2 separate regions of the Oryzias latipes genome follow, and region 1 is linked to region 2. The links are chromatin contacts, called in public Hi-C maps. All regions are on one chromosome and are shown on one strand. The core of a region is the stretch at or near the end of the contact, and the rest is flanking DNA. Distances in the headings are between cores, read along the strand shown. Region 1 has its middle 95 kb from the start of LOC101172490. Region 2 has its middle 16 kb from the start of LOC101172490.

What was found. A called contact is a pair of places that touch in the nucleus more often than the background predicts.
Region 1: a Hi-C map of embryo shows a contact between it and region 2, with 2.4 times the contacts expected there. The contact joins two enhancer-like sites. A contact is called at or near these places in 5 of 5 Hi-C or Micro-C datasets (embryo, fibroblasts and gastrula embryo).

The regions. Positions count from the first base shown.
Region 1 is chr6:18,668,763-18,671,462 of ASM223467v1, forward strand. No RefSeq gene overlaps it. Among protein-coding and RNA genes, the nearest start is that of LOC101172490, 95 kb to the left of the region's middle. Within about 2 kb of position 1,384, at least 2 of the 8 cell types and tissues checked have an H3K27ac peak or open chromatin away from gene starts, as enhancers often do. A contact at or near this core is called in embryo, where this site is marked.
Region 2 is chr6:18,589,430-18,592,129 of ASM223467v1, forward strand. No RefSeq gene overlaps it. Among protein-coding and RNA genes, the nearest start is that of LOC101172490, 16 kb to the left of the region's middle. Within about 2 kb of position 1,317, at least 1 of the 8 cell types and tissues checked has an H3K27ac peak or open chromatin away from gene starts, as enhancers often do. A contact at or near this core is called in embryo, where this site is marked.

The DNA.
Region 1 (2,700 bases), core at 134-2,633, 79 kb after region 2:
CTGAGACATACTGTTTTTTTTACTTTTCCGTGTTAAAAAAAATGACCTTACCGTCAAAGTATCAGCATTAACTAAACGCTTCCTTTGAGTCTCACACCAGCAGCTCTTACTTTATGGAGAATCATTTGGACATGTATAAAAAAACATATTCATAAAGAAATAAAAATGAAAAAACATCAAGCAGTGGAACTTCTTCTGCAGAGAGACTAAAACTTTAGACAACACCGCATGAACTGCATGGAAAGCAGTCCTTACACAGCTGCGAAATGAATTGTGCTTGACAAGCTGCAGTCTCTCAGATCCTGGACCTGTGATCTTTAGAATGATACCCCCAAGTTCACAGCAACAAATACCCTCAATCACCCAGGGAGATCCGAAGTCTCTCTGTTGGCCAATTACTGCTTTTCAAAAGCCCGGGGCACCCAGGAAACTTTGACTCCTGGAAATAAAGACCAATCTGAGAGAGAAACATAGCAGCTATTAAAATCTTTATAATTCTGTAAATCACAAGTGATTTGTTTTGCCCCATGGCTTGTTCTGATACATCCTTGCTGCTATTGCAAAGGGCATAGGGTGACTGCAATCGAGGAGAGCAAGCTTATTTTTACAACTGTGCTGGTAAAAAGAAGAAATGCCTTTTTTTTCTTCTTCAGGAGAGCAGAAGGCAAAGATCTCCTCTGTGTCATAATTGCCTGAAGTTAGGGAGTAAAGGCTCCAGACTCCTGATGTTAGCGTGGGGCTTTCATCAGGGGGGTTGAAGTCAGAGGTGCTTGAAAAGATCAGGCACTGTGGGGGATCCGACTCTGTTTTTATTTATGTAATGAAGGTGTTTTAAAGGAGCCAAATAGGGGGATTATTATCACTGATGTGTTTCTGCCCCATCTCTACCTGCTGCTTTTATTGTTGGGTTAATTTCTGCTCACTTTTCTATGTTTCAGTTTTCAGAAGCGATTTACATCTTGTCAGTTATATCATCTTTGAACTTCATTAGTATTTTTGTTATATTGATTAATTCTGAGGACTGATTTAGGAATTAGCCTGCTTATTCAAATCGAGTGGAAGCCAAAAGAGCCAAAGAGGATCATGCAATTATAAGTAAAATCACTCCAATTAAACAGCGCCATGTTAAGTTTTATAGAGCACACACTTCACGTAATATAATTACAAACTGGGATGGGAAAATAGAAAAGAAAACATGAACGTTGTAAAATGAAGCATCTACAGTTGATGGATTCTCAAAAAGCTCTTCTCTCCTGTGTTGCTCAGGGTTAAGAATGGCACTTCTCTGCTGCCGCGGTTTCCCCCCCCTCAAACTGCCACACACCCCATTCAGCAGCACAAGGCCCTCTGGTACGAGACAAGGGCCCTGACTGAGGACGCTTTGATACTTCAGCCTTCAATAACCAGAGTATCCTTGTAGCGCCAAGCTGATGGACGAATGGGTCATAGGAAGGATGTCCCAACCATAAATCAGACTACGGGGGTGACAGCACACAAAATGGGTGAATTGTCCTTGGGTTTGTGATACTAGCAGCATTCCTTGTGTCGCAGAGTCACTCCACCCTTTTTATTATTTGGGAGCGAGGCAAACGGATGCCCCACCAGCCACCCCCACCCCCCTCTTGGGCTTTTTTTCCTGTGGTCCTTGAGTCTGGACTTGGCTATGAACTGTTTCCAGAGTCAGTTACTGTTGTAATTGAAAGTGCTTTGTCATCACTTTGAGCCAAACACTGATGGATGTGAAGTTGAATGAGGTTTGGGTTTTAGTTATACGTGTGAGCCCGTCGAAGATTTATCACCAGAGGCTTAAGAGGCTGCAAGGGACCATTAAAGCACCACTGCCATCCACATCTTGGTGGATTGTTCATTATTATTCATTAAAACAGAATCTCTTTAATATGCGTTGTTCCCACGTGGAAACAAAAGTTGTACACAAAGCCTAATTTTTGATGACTACTCGAAAACAAAAACAAAAGAAAATAAATAATCAGAGTTTACAGTAAATGAACTGAACCTACGACATAAAAAAGCAAGCAAGGATGTATGTTAATACTGAGAAGCGTCCTTTAAGCTAAAAATTCAAAAAAGCCATTGCACATTTGGATGTTTACTGTGATAATCTTTGTCCTTTGCAACTTTGCACTTTAAAAGTACAGTACACTGAATAATACATCATCTCAAGAATTTAAATGTTAAAAACTTTCAGATGAAGCACTTTTTTATTTTTCATCCGAGGTTCTCATTTTGTTTTATAATTAGTCTAGTCTATCTAAAGCCTCTGAAACCATTTATTTTCAATATAATTCTAACATCTACATGCAAAGCGTGGGAGGTATGTTCGTTCTCATTGTCTCCCGCTTATTATAGGCTGCCCCCAGCTGCCTGGGCTGTGAGGGTAGGATCCTGGCTCCAATCCAGGACGGCTCTGATCTGGGCCTCTTTGTGATTTAAGGAATACAGAGCTTTGCTGGGCTGCTTTCCTAGAGCCATGTTGGAATGCAAGAGCAGTGGTGGAGGTGCAGAGGGAAGTGACCCCTGTGTGATGCAAGCAAGAGTGTGGGGCATGAGTTACATTGAGGTTGGTTGTATTATAAATAGAGTAACGTGTGGTTTCTGAGCTGCAGCCGGAAAACAGGAAAGGTGAATGCTACCGCTCACAGCACAGCTGTAGATGTGCCCTCTCAAAACACTGGCTCAAGG
Region 2 (2,700 bases), core at 67-2,566:
TGATTTAATTTCTTCTAATAAATAAACATTTGAATTTTATTTTGTGGTTCTAATTGTTTTTATGCCAAATATATGACTAAAGCATATAAAAAGTAGTAATTTGTGTTTTTTTAATCAAAAAGAGATTGACGTGGTTTGTCAAATTGCCTGTCAAAATAAAATAAATAGTATTTAGTCATTTTCTGTTTTCATCTTTATATTATGAAATATAAATGATTTTTTACCTGTTTCACTGACAAGAGCAAATTCCAACAAACAGCAAACTAAATCTTGAAATTAATCAAAGCACAGAAGACAAGACTGGACAAGTTTGTTTATTTTTTACATGCAGAGGAAATGAAGTTTTCACAGGCTTTAGATTTTCTTACAGCAAGAAGAAAATCTAAATGGTTTTTAGGATGGCAAACGTGGACAAATCTGGAGGAGCTACAACGGAAAACAAACAAAGCAAAGTTCTGACAGTTCAAAACACACCTTATGACTGATGACACGGCTGATAAATTTTGACTTTGAGTCATCCTGACACAAAACTGTTCTTTTGAGGAGCTTTTGCTTTGAAAGCCGTCAACTTTTTAATCACAAATGAGTCCCAGAGAAACACGTCTGTCTTCATGTGAACCCCTGCCTTCAATTTGTGTTCTGTAACGGCCTCTTTCTTCGTATGCCATGCGATTTCTTTTGCCTGCTCCTTGTGAGGGAGGCAAAATATGCAAATCCCATCAGATTTATAACACTCGGCGCCTTTCAGTTGTTCGTGTGCTTCTGCTGCGGTGTATTATTATTTTCAAGGGCTCTCAGCAGGACATAAAAGGATCATAAGTTATTCTTCCACCTGACTAAAATGTTTCTCTCCCCAGTAAGATTGATAATGGCGTGATTTATTATCATCAGAACGGATGACAGTGAGTTCACTGCTTGCGACCGAGATACATTCAATGCTGCATATAGAAGCTAATACAAATTGACAGGTGATGCTTGCAAAGAAATCTTTTATGTGGTGCCACCCTGGGCTCATTAGATCTTTCACAAAACAGGTGATACATACATTTTTCATTCAAGCAACCACAATGGGAAACCAGTGATGGGGTGGAGAGCTAAAAATCCTGCCTCACAGAAAGCCCTCTGCTCAAACTCAAAGTTGGGTTTTTAAGACAGAGAACTTTTTTTTAACCTTCGTGGATCAGCTAGAGCTTACTTTTCTGGATTCTAGTTTTTTTTTTCTTCTTCTCCCAAGCTGCCTTGCAGTTAGAGCCAGTGGTTTAAACGGAGAGACCACTGATTGGCCTGGTGTTAAAGAGCTCTGATCTGGGCCATGACAGCTTAGTCCAATCAGCCTGCTCAACATGCTGGTTTGACTGTCACTTTCAATTTTCACATGACCCTGTGGTCTGAGGATGGGGGACAAGTGGCAGAAAGTAGGCCTGAAAGCTCATATTATTGCTCTGACAGCTTCACTCATACGAGAGTAATGCAAAACGCAGTTCATATTTATTCTCTGACCTTGTGCTCAAACAGGGATTCTACTATCTACATGCTAGCTGTCGGGTCGAAAGGCCAAATTGGTGGATTCCTGCAGCATAATTTGTCTAAATGCATTTTGCCTCAAGACTAATTATCTAGCAGATGAAACTTAAAGAACAGCTCCTTCAGCTGATCATTTGAGACAGCCACTGTTTAGACAAAAGTGGAGCTAAAATACGTGTTTTTGAATTTTCCACACCTCATTTAAAAACAAAAAAGCAAGAGGAAAGCAAAAAGCAGAAAGCAAATTATTTTCTTTTGTTGCACTCACAGGAATGATAATATTCTAAAAATCCCCGCTGGACTGTTTTATCTGAGCTGCATTTCTGCTCATGTAGGTCATAAAAGAATAGTGCCATCAGTTGCGGGTGGATGTGGTCATTATCAGACATGGTGCGAGACAGGAGGGAGGGGTTCATTGTTCGCTCCGTGGTGCTGCCCATGCAGTGACTGAGTAAGGTGTGTTCATTGTTCATTCTCTACGCACTAGCCACAGGCTGCTGTTTCTGTGTTTCACAACTTCAATGCAGCCACTGCGACTTTATTAACCCCTTTTACTGAAAAGCGGATGGGCAATGAAATGTTCTCAACACCATCTTGCCTTTATCCAGTCATCGTTTTGCTTTATTTTGGAAAAAAAAAACAACTCCCTCAGACTAAAGACAAACGTTTAGCATCTCCCACAGACAAATTTAGATAATTGTTTTAGCCATTTGGCTGCTTCTCATCCCGTTTGTCGTAACTCCAACGTGCAGAGTTGGGTGGTGATGTCGTAAAGGTTGTTGTCGTTTCTGTATAATCCTCACTTCTTGTCCCCTGCCTGCCCTCCTAATCCCTTGGCATGTGTTGGTGACATCACATGGCTACTGGCTCCAAATTCCCCCTGCAACTGTCATTAACTCTGTGAACAAATGAATAATGACTGGGAGACTCTCTGGCTCCCACCACTGACCTTGGGTATTATTAGAGTGACCTCTCTTTGGCTTGACCAAAAAACCTTTTTGATATCATTGCTGGAAGTACACTAGGAATGATGGCCTGTCTGCCTGGAGGGGGTGGCGAGGGGGGAGGGGGGAAGTCGGCAACCACAAGTGTCATGTAAACCTATACTTTCCACCCACTGCTGTTTCATGAATACTTGATTAGAGAACAGGGCCCGAAATACCCGACTTGCAAGTT